2 separate regions of the Sus scrofa genome follow, and region 2 is linked to region 1. The links are chromatin contacts, called in public HiChIP or PLAC-seq maps. All regions are on one chromosome and are shown on one strand. The core of a region is the stretch at or near the end of the contact, and the rest is flanking DNA. Distances in the headings are between cores, read along the strand shown. Region 1 overlaps FGGY (FGGY carbohydrate kinase domain-containing protein). Region 2 overlaps FGGY (FGGY carbohydrate kinase domain-containing protein).

Region 1 (5,438 bases), core at 1,070-3,569:
CGGTCAAAAGATGACTGTATCAAAAATCAAAACAAAACAAAACAAATAGAAGAACAACTAGCCATTTCTTCATGCTTGTTGGGGGAAAATCACGTTGCCCTACTTTGTTTTTCTTTGAAAGGGTCATGTGCCTCAGCCCACACATTATCATGTGAACTTGTTGTTCCAGTAAAATGAGTCAGAGTTCCTCAAGAAGGCAGATTCATGTATTTCAGAGCTGTGTGTCAGCATCTCTGAAAAAAGGTGCAGTGTACAGGATTGGTGCTTCTCAGGCACAAGCACACGCTCATTCTTAGCCAAGGAGATCACACAGCTAATGAGCAGCAGAAGTGGGATTTGAACTCAAGCCCAGAGGACGCAAGCATCAGGCTTTTTGCATTGTAGGGGGGAAGTGTGTAGGGTCTGAGCGCAGGGCTAAGCAAAGGCCTGGAGTCAGAAGGGGCTCTAAATTCTGGCTTTTCTGCATTTTTGACCTTGGGCAAATTCTTTATACTCTCTCAGTTCACTTCTTGGTCCATGAAGGGGGAAGAGGTGATGATATCTGTGTCATAAAGTCGTTTTGAGAATTTCAAGAGTCACGTCCATAAAGCGATTAGTGCAGCGCACAGCACAGAGCAAGCACCTGGGAAATGTTGGCTTGAACCGGTAACCTAGCAACTGCCACGGAATTGGCTGCTGGGACAATGAATGCTTTGTTTTTCTGATCATACCCCATCAGTTATAAAAATTTTGAGCTTGCATCCTCAATATGTGGAAATGTATTTATGAAGAGGCATACACATGTTTTATTGGGCTTATAGGTTATCTATATTATAAATATAGCTGAAATAAAAGATTTCAAATATTTGCTCATCATGATGTTATTATACTAACATTAGACAGTGTCTAAAGATCCACAATCTAAGGCCAGGTGAGTTTTGAATGATTTTTTTTATTATTTCTAAATGATTTTGTATGTGCCACTGTATTTATATCTCAAACAGTATTCTTGATCATTTTAATTTTTGTCTCAATTCTTGTCATAGTCTAAGCCGTCTTTGTTTTTACCTTATACTGTGAAAAGCTAATACCAGGGAAAAGTGTCATCATTTTTCCTTTTTGTTTACTTGAATCTGCACCGTGACCATTGCCTTTAGTCCTTTGGCCAAGTCTTTCTCAGTTGCTTGCCCATTTTGTGAGAGTTTGTTTAAATAAAATTAGATAGCCCCTATACACTCCCACCCTGGAACATGTAGATGACGATGGGTAGCAAACCCCTGGAAGCTGGGGACATAGACTGGAGGGCATGCTGTCATGCCCCCATGATGTAAGGCTCTCACTCTTACCTTGGGAGATTTCACGTGTCTTACTCACTCATGACTGTCTGATGAGGGACCAACGGGTGGTGCTGGTGACAATCTGCGTATTAAGTGCTGGTAAAGTTGAATTCATTTCTTTAGACTACACGTCTTATAAACGGCACTTCCAGTATGTTTTTCTGGAATCCTAACCAACCACTTCAGCACTCCCTGGAGTGAATGTTTACCATTTTAGAAACACCATTCGATGATCTTCCATAACCTCTGTCATGAAAGTCATCACCCTTTCATTCAGCAGCTCAGCAAACATTAACCAAGCCCCTGTAAGTGATAGGACCATGTTGGGCATGAGACCTACACTGGCATGCTTACTACCTTCAGGGAGTTCATGGAATAGCTCTCCCCAGGCCAGGTTCTGGTTATTCTTCCTGATAGACCATGACGCTGCACACTGCCAAGTTTGCAGTGTCCTTTGATTCCTGGCTCTAGACTACCTATAGCCTTCCCAAAGTCTTTTTTTTTTTTTTTTTTTTTTTTTTTTTTTTTTAGGACCACACCTAAGGCATATGGAAGTTCCTGGCCTAGGGGTCAGATTAGAGCTGTAGCTGAGACCTACAACCACAGCCACAGCAATGCCAGATCCGAGCCACATCTGTGACCTATATAGCAACTTGGGCAACGCCGGATCCTTAACCCACTGAACAAGGCCAGGGATCAAACCCACATCCTCATAGATACTAGTTGGGTTCTTAACCCACTGAGCAACAATGGGAACTCCAACCTTCCCAAGTCTTAAGGCCGTTGTTCCCCTTCCCCTGCGCAGGGGAAAAGGTATCAGGTCCCATGCTTCCCAGATTTCCCGCGTTTGTGTGTCTGCCACTCATGGAATCCCCATCTTCTGCAAGGGGGCTGAAGAGCCCCTACCTTTCTTAAACCTAACTTCCCTGGGTAGCTCACTCAGTGTAGCCGGAAGCCCTTGGCTGGCTCCCAAGCCAGGCCGTAACCCGTGAGAACTGGGAGTTCCCTGTGCCCACACAGCCTGATGACGGCCGGCTCTGCTCCCAGGGAAGTGGTGAGCAGCCTGTGCAGACGGGTATCTCAGCCTTGACACACCAGCGAAGGGTCAGCTCCCATGAATGCGGTCTTTCATGGCCTTGGTACAGGGCTCCTATTTTTTCCCTACAGAAACCCTTGCACTTGCTTTCAGAAGTGACGATCAAATGTGAACTTTCATGGTTTATTTATAGCTCGGCCTTATAGAGAGAAAGAAAAGAAGTGATTAAAATGCAATTTTACCAAATATTTTGTTTTCAAAAGCTTTCATTGTGTGGGCAAAAAGGAAAGAGAAGAGCCCCTGTATTCGTTGTGCTGTCTAGACTCCCAAACAAAGAGGGTAGCGTGCCGCAAATCCAGATTGTCCGGCTCCAGCCTGCTGACAAAAAGTATGAATTTTGAGGCCAACTTCAAATACACTCTTTTAACAGAAATATATTGTGGAGGTGACTATATTTAGCACTGTCAGCATTTCCATAATAAATTCATATTGTTATGCTGTGGTAATTTCCAGATTTACTGCAGCCCGTGGGTTCATGAGGTTTCAGTTTTATGTTAATTATTTGGAGAAATGGGAAAACTCAGCAGTGCTATTTCTGATGACAGCACTGATTCTCTGGGCATTCTCCACATTGTGTCAAATACCCTTAATGAGCCCTGCCTCCCAAGAGAGACAAAAGTGAGCACAAGTCATTCTGGCTGCTTGTAGAAGCATAACTTTTTTTTTTTAAGAGTGCAGTATAGTTTTATTTTCTTTAAAATGATCAAATCCCTACATGCCACTCTAGAAAGTTAAGAAGACATACAGAAAAGCAAGTTCGCAAGAGAAAAATCATCACCCATGCTCTTGAACCTGTTAGTATTTTATATATTTTCATCCAGTGTTTACTATGCATGTGTTTCTTGGGTTTAGCACAAACACAGTTTTTGAGGTAGAAATGAAAAACAACTGTGTTTGTGTTGTTTTGCTCTACTTATTTATTTGTTGACATATAGTTGATTTACTGTTTCTGGTGTTCAGCAAACTGATTCAGTTATATACATCATATATTAGGTTATATATGGATGTGTGTGTGTGTATGTACATACACATACATAACCTTTTTCATATTCTTTTCCATTATGGTTTATTACAAGATATTGGTTATAGTTCCTGGTGCTAGAGTAGGACCTTTTGTTTATTATTTTATATGTAGTAGTCATATCAGCTAGTGCCAAATTCCTAATTTATCCCTCCCTCCCTTCCCCTTTGGTAACTATAAGTTTGTCTTCTATGTCTGTGAGTCTGTGAGAAACAACTGTATTTTTCACATACACTGTCCATTTTCTCTGCCCTGGTTAAAAATTCTGATAATTCTGTTACTTTCTTAGATAAGTAGAAAGCCACTTAGATAATACAAGTTTTATGGTCCCTTTAAGTTGTGATACCTAACCAAAATCCAGACATTAGAGTATCAAGAAATATATAATAGTCATCACTTCTCATCTAAAGATAAGACAACTCCTTACTCCTTGAGCCAAGGATGCTATCTGTACATGTCAGGAAGGAGATGGCTGTGATCAGATTCTTCTTTTTTCCTCATTCACTTTCTCTCCAGTATATTAGCTTTCTTCTTGTTCTTCTGATGTGGTTGGAGGGTGTGAGGGAAGAGAGCTTAGCAGTGTAGGAAAGTTCTTTTTTTAATGAATTTTATTACATTTATAGTTGTACAACCCAATTTTATAACATTTCTATCCCAAATCCCCAACACATCTCCCCACCCCCAACCTGTCTTATTTGGAAACCATAAGTTTTTCAAAGTCTGTGAGTCAGCATCTGTTCTGCAAAGAAGTTCACTGTGTCCTTTTTTAGATTCCCCATGAAAGTGATAGCATATGATGTTGGTGTCTCACTGTCTGACTAACTTCACTTAGCATGATAATTTCTGGGTCCATCCATGTTGCTGCAAATGCCATTCTTTCTTTCCTTTTAATGGCGGAGTAATATTCCATCATGTATGTGTACCACATCTTCTTTATCCACGCCTCTGTCAATGGACATTTAGGTTACTTCCATGTCTTGGCTATTGTATATAGTGCTGCAATGAACATGTATCTTTTCGGAAAGTTCTTATCTTGATCAGCGCTGCCATAAATGGACTTCATGCCCTCTTAGTTTAGACCAGGACCTCTTAGTTATGTGTTTACAGCTAGACTCTGTCATAGCATAGTTTCTTTCTTTCTTTTTTGAGACTTTTCCACTTATGGACACCTCTCACTTAAGTTTATCTTGTCCTGGTCCACACCTTTTAGTCTAGTAAATTGCTTACTTTTTTAATTCCTTAGAAATCCCATAGGTTGTCTCAGGCTTCTTTTTGTAGACTCCCTCTGCCTCCCTAGGTGGGCATCTTGGATGGGATCTAAGACAACCCATGATGCACTCTCACCTGTGGGCAACCTTGCATTCATGGGAAACAGTCATGCCTTTTAAGTCAGATAGACTCTGGCAGTGCTGGCTGATCACAATCCTTCACGTCTACACTGAAGCCAGAGCTGCTTCTACAGACAGGAGACTCAGTCTATCCAGATCCCTGTGCGTCTCAGGGAAGCCATGCTCTCTTGATTCGTGAAGGGAAGACTCCTCATATAATCCCTTGCAAAGAGTTCTGAGGCTTGATAAACACACAGCTCTTCCTAAAAATCCATCTTTTTCTGACCTTCCATGTAGATGAAAGGTTTAAGAGTTAATGGATCCTCCACTACTCTTTTTACAAATTCTTCAGGGTGGTCTATTTCCAACTCACTTTGGTATCTTATATCTGTCATCTTTAGATCTCAGCCAAAACTTTCATTTTAGCATTCTTTCACGTGTATGATCCTTAAGTTCATTCATCCCATAGACATTCACTGAGTGCTTACCATACGCCAGATGCTGAGTTTGGCAATGGAAATAATTATAACAGTTCCTGCCTCGAGGAGCTCAGTGTAGTTGGAGCGGCTGATGTGCTAACAAAAAAATTGTGGTGCCATGTGATAAATGCTGTGATGGATGGAAGGACAAGTTGCTTGGTTAGCAAATAACTCATTCTAGGTGGGAGGCAGGCAGTG
Region 2 (5,438 bases), core at 1,885-4,384, 410 kb before region 1:
AGATTCAGGATGGCCTGGAGGAACAGAAACTACATTTAGGAATGCCAGTTAGGAGGCAATTTTTTCTTCTAATGAAGTTCTGGAGCCTGAAATGACTTACAACTCCAAGGTCTGGGGGGCCTGGGACTATGTCTGTCTTATTCAGCCTGGGTCCTCTGTGGTGTATACATTGGTGCTTAATAATATCTCTGTCATGATGACTGCCTGGGTTCAAATGTTGGCAGAGAAATAAACAGGGGGACCAGGACGGAGAGACTTTGGAAGGGAGATCTAATAGGACTTGGTGGTGATGGAGAGGAAGGAGATAAAGGCAGTTTCAGAGTTTCTGTTCTTGGAAGAATGTTGGCGTATTGACGTTAACTGGCAGTGTGTGGCCTGTTTCCCTACCTTATCTTCAAGGGGCAACACCACACCTGAGCTAAGATGCAGTGTAGGTAGTGGACCAGAATTGGACTTGTTCATTTTACTAGTTGCTGGAATGGATTTTGTAAAATTGAATGCCTCCGGGGGCCTTGCAGGTGACACAGCCCCCTTCACAAGCCGTAATAGCCTCCTTGCTATTCCTGCCTCAGGGCCTTTGCTCTGGCTGTTCTCTCGCCTGAAACACTTTTCCTACAGATTTCTACCAGATCTGCTCTTCAGGTCCTGCAAGTATTTCCTGAACTCTCCCGTTCCCAGCAACCACCTCCCCTGCCTCCGGTATTCCTGGCCCCTCTGACATCACTTTCTAGTACATTGTAGGTAAAATATATATTTTTCTCAGTTTATTGGCTGTTGATTCTCCCTGCAGTGTAACCTGCAAAAGACTAAGGGATTTAAAAATATATTTTGCTTTCCATTGTTTTCTAAATACTGAGAAGAGTGTACAGCCTGACCTTAGAAGGGGCTTGATTGCGTTTGCTGACTGACTGAGTAAATGAGTAAGTGATTGAATTGTGTGGGCAACAGGAAGTGATAGGCCTGAGAGAACAGGTATTTCACAACCTCATGCACCCCCTCCCCCCAAAGCTGACAGAGGCATTCAAATTAAGATTTAAAAGAGCACAGTACCAGCCACACAGAACTCTGTTGCAGGCTGGATTCCGGGAGGCCCCAGGCTTTTGACCCTTGCTCCAAGCTGAGCTCAAGATAAAACCAGGTATGCCTCTGACCCTCCAGTTCTCAGTTGGAAAGGTTTCTAAGGAACGCTGTCTCCCCACCCAGTATGGCAGAGCCTGCTGATTTAAAACACATGCAGGATTGAACCGGTTCCCACAGTCAGAACAAAGCGATGCACAATCCCTTCCCCAAATATTTGTTTGCTGCCCCATAGCTACGAGTTGACAGTTGGGAGACATGGACCAGGTTACCAAATGAACTTGCAGAAATCTCCTTCTCTGGAAATTCTTTAGGAGAGCAATGTGCTTTTTCTCTAGCTGAGGAAATTCCCTTGATGCCAGGCTGTTGGGGTGAGTTTACTAGACTGCTTTCTTCTTCCATTAATGAGAGTATAAAAAAGAATCCTCAGGTCAGCAGGTCAAGTCCTGGGGGCCTTCTGGGTAGTGTGACCCTGACAGCCATCTTTCTGAGATGGTTTGGGTGGGGGTGGGGGTGGGGGTGGGGGTGGGGAGTGGGGTGGTCCTACACATGGTAGGCATGATCATAAGGCATTTCCATATAAGGCTGGGGAAATGACAGCGGCTGCCTAGCCAAATCAGGTTTAAATGCATGTCACAGTTATTCCTCCAGTTCCTTGAGATAGGTTTCCGATTTAGAGAAGGAGATGCTGAAATTTTGTGATCGAAAGGCCATATAGAACTCTTGTAGGTTTCACAGGAGATTCATACCATAGATTGAAGACAATCTTTTCTTTGCTCCTACTGTAAGGTCACTCCCACCAAAATTCTTAGGAAGGTTTGAGTTTATCCAATCTTTTCACTGTTCCCTTTGCCTGCCGTTTTTATACGTGCTTACATGATGCAGGGAGCAAACCACGCTTCCTTCATAAGAAAGTTTGCGTGAGCACAACTTAGAAGGCATTGAGTGCATTTTCCATCCTTCACATTTCCTGCAAAGGTTTATTGGTTCCAAAGCACGTTCAAATCCATTGACACCTTTGATCCTCACCTGGGAGTTTCTCTCCTGTGCCACTCCTCCCCCTCGTGGAACCTGAGGCTCAGAAAGGTGAGATTACTCCAAGGTTATCTTGCAGTGACCCAACAGTGGTGGAGTTGTAGCCAGCAGAACTCTTATGATACCATATCCCATTCTCCTTTCTACTCTAGAGCTGCCTTGTGGTAGTGAGTTTTATTGAGTTTTCTACATTTCCTCTCCCAATTCCTTTATTGATTAATGGCAGTCCTGTAGGAGAAGGGCTTGCCCAAGTCAGGCATACGCTCTCTGGGCACGAGGCCAATAGGGCTGCATGGCCGGTAGAAGTTAGGGCTAGTTTATTGAGTGAAAGGTTGATGCTCTGTGAGTTTAAAGGTTTGCGGCAGCTGATTTACTCAAATAAGGGCTGCCACTTATTGGACACTGAATGCCAGATAGTGGATTAATCATATCTTATTTTGCTGAATTCTCATACCAACATTAGGCAATGTAGGTCTAAGTACTGGTTTTGTGTAACCAAAGGTCTTCTGGCTTCCCAAAGTCACATGACTTGTCAGTGGCAGAGCCAGTTTTCGGAGTCAGGCAGTCTGCACCCAACACCACTGATTTTAGCCATCACCCAGAGATTTCCAAGCCAGGTTGGAAGGACATGGCAGGCAGAGGACGCTGTGCTTATAAATGCTAGAGAGACATGATCCAGCAACACAGGAGGGTGACTGGAATGACTGGAATTGTATAACCTGCCCTGGACCACATAAGCAGAGAGACATAGCAGAGATTTGAAACCAGGTCTCCGTGACTCCTTGTCATGAGACCATGCTGCCTGACAGAATTGGGCTTGGTCCTCATACTCTTCTAAGTCTAGGTGGACCAGTGCAGTATAGAGGTACAGGGCCCTCTCTTGGTGCTGTGGGGCAAAGTTATGCCAACACTCACAGGTGGGTCATGAGTGATGCTCTTCCTTAGAGCTCATGCGCTCTCTGTAGGATGAGTCTCTGGGCAAAAGAACTTCTCTGATGACAGAGGCAACCATGTGGTGGAATAGGAGGAACACAGGCTCTGAATTTCAGTTCTGGCTTTGCTGTCAGCTGGCTGTGCGACAGGGGTAAGTTCAAGTTCTCAGTCTCTGGAGCCTGCTTCTTCTTCCCTTCCTTCCCCAGTCTTCCACTTATTTTTTTATATGTTTGCCATACCCACGACATGTGGAAGTTCCCAGGCCAGAGACTGGACCTGAGCCACAGCAGTGACAACACCAGATCCTTAACCCACTAGGCCACCAAAGAATTCCAGTCCAATTTTTTTTTTTTTTTTTAATGAAATGGAAATACTAAGTGTTTCTTCAGAGGGCTTTGTAAGGATTAAATAAAGTTGTATATGTAAAGTAGTTTCCTCATTATTTTTTTTAAATAATAACAACAAACAATAAAATGTCACCATATGTTGAGCATCCACTGTATGTCACCTATTTCACATTTGAAAAAATAATGTTTTTCTTTATTGAAAAGCTGTTATAATTGTGTGTAGCTTTTATTTGAGAAACATGTTAAACAGTAAGAAGTAGAATCCTAAATGACCAGCCTGGCATTCCAAAACAGGAAAAAAGAATAGTGTGTTTTAAGAGGTGGTGGACACTTTTGAGATGACTTTTGTAGGATTTCAAAGGTTGTTGTCATGTTTTAAGTTGATGGGAACCAGTAATGGGTATGGCCACTCAGGCATTTTCACAAAAGGAAACCATGGAAATGAAAATGTAAAAATAGAATTAATCAATAAATCTATTAACTTAAAAAATTATATAACAAAGTGAAAAACTCCCATCTCCTCCAGCTGCCATTTCTGCTCTCAGAGGCAACCACTATTAACAGTTTGTTGTTGTTTTTTTTTTTCCCTTATTCGCATATCATGAATATTCTTCCATTTCATCTTTTATAGCTCATCTCTTAGAAAAAAAAATCATTCAATGTTTTTCATGGTTTATATACTATAAAGTCCATTCATTTTAATTGTATAGCTCAGTGATTTTTTTAAACTTTCATGTCTGTGTAATCATCACCATAATCCAATTTTAGAACACTTCTGTTACCCTCACAAGTTCCCTTATGCCTGTTTGCAGTCATTCTCCAGTCTTAGTCATAGATAACCGTTTTCTGTCATTGTAGTTGTTCTGTTTGTAGAAATTTCATGGAAAAGGAGTCACACAACATGCCTTCTTTTTGCGTCTGACTTCTTTCACTTAGCATAGTGTTTTTAAGGTTCATTCATGTGGCTTCACATATCAATAGTTCATGTCTTCTGCTGAGTACACTTCCACTGTATGGGTAGATCACACTCGGTTTCACCATTCGGTTAACTCATAATGAACATTTGGTTTGTTTCTAGTTTTAGGGTATTATGAGTAATACTGCTCTGAATATGCACATACAAGTGTTTGTGTTGGCATATGTTTTCATTTTTCTTGGGTAGACCTTGATGGGTTATATGATAAGTTATGCTTAAAAATTGCCAAGCATTTTTTCCAAAGTGGCTGTATTTTACATTTTTACCAGCAATGTACAGGGGTTCCACCTTCTCCACAATTTTTTTTTCTCCACAATTTTTGAACACTTGGTGTTGTCATCTTTTTAATTATAGCTATTCTTATAGGTGTGCAGTGGTACCTCATGATTTTCCTTTTCCTTTTTTTTTTGTTTTTTTTTGTTGTTGTTTTTTTTGTTTGTTTGTTTTCGTCTTTCTAGGGTCATACCTGCGGCATCTGGAGGTTCCCAGGCTACGGGTCCAATAGAAGCTGTAGCCACTGACCTACACCACAGCCACAGCAACGCAGGATCTGAACTGTGTCTGTGACCTATACCACAGCTCACAGCAATGCTGGATCCTTAACCCACTGAGTAGGGCCAGGGATCAAACCTGCACCCTAATGGATGCTAGTCAGGTTCGTTAACCACCGAACCACGAGATAGGAACTCCTACTTTTCATTATCTGTCTGTCTGTCTGTCTGTCTGTCTGTCTTTCTTTCTTTCTTTCCTTCCTTCCTTTCCTTTTCCTTTTCCTTCCTTCCTTCCTTCCTTCCTTCCTGTCTTCCTGTCTTCCTTTCTGTCTTTTTGCCTTTTCTAGGACTGCACCTGAGGCATATATGGAAGTTCCCGGGCTAGGGGTCGAATCAGAGCTGTAGCCGCCAGCCTATGCCAGAGATCCAGCAGCTCGGGATCCAAGCCGCGTCTGCCACCTACACCACAGCTCACGCAATGCCAGATCCTTAACCCACTGAGCGAGGCCAGGGATCTAACCCGTAGCCTCGTGGTTCCTAGTCGGATTCATTAACCACTGAGCCTTGACGGGAACTCCT

Evidence for each region. HiChIP or PLAC-seq counts read pairs in DNA pulled down with a chosen protein or histone mark.
Region 2: an H3K27ac HiChIP or PLAC-seq map of alveolar macrophages shows a contact between it and region 1. The contact joins two enhancer-like sites. A contact is called at or near these places in 1 of 47 Hi-C or Micro-C datasets (epiblast stem cells) and 1 of 2 datasets of contacts at active chromatin or transcription factors (alveolar macrophages).

Annotation. Positions count from the first base shown.
Region 1 is chr6:152,765,527-152,770,964 of Sscrofa11.1, reverse strand. All of the region lies in intron 14 of FGGY (FGGY carbohydrate kinase domain-containing protein), which reads left to right. Among named protein-coding and RNA genes, the nearest start is that of HOOK1, 59 kb to the right of the region's middle. Within about 2 kb of position 2,319, at least 14 of the 83 cell types and tissues checked have an H3K27ac peak or open chromatin away from gene starts, as enhancers often do. A contact at or near this core is called in alveolar macrophages, where this site is marked.
Region 2 is chr6:153,179,852-153,185,289 of Sscrofa11.1, reverse strand. The region is part of intron 3 of FGGY (FGGY carbohydrate kinase domain-containing protein); the gene reads left to right. Among named protein-coding and RNA genes, the nearest start is that of FGGY, 31 kb to the left of the region's middle. Within about 2 kb of position 3,134, at least 6 of the 83 cell types and tissues checked have an H3K27ac peak or open chromatin away from gene starts, as enhancers often do. A contact at or near this core is called in alveolar macrophages, where this site is marked.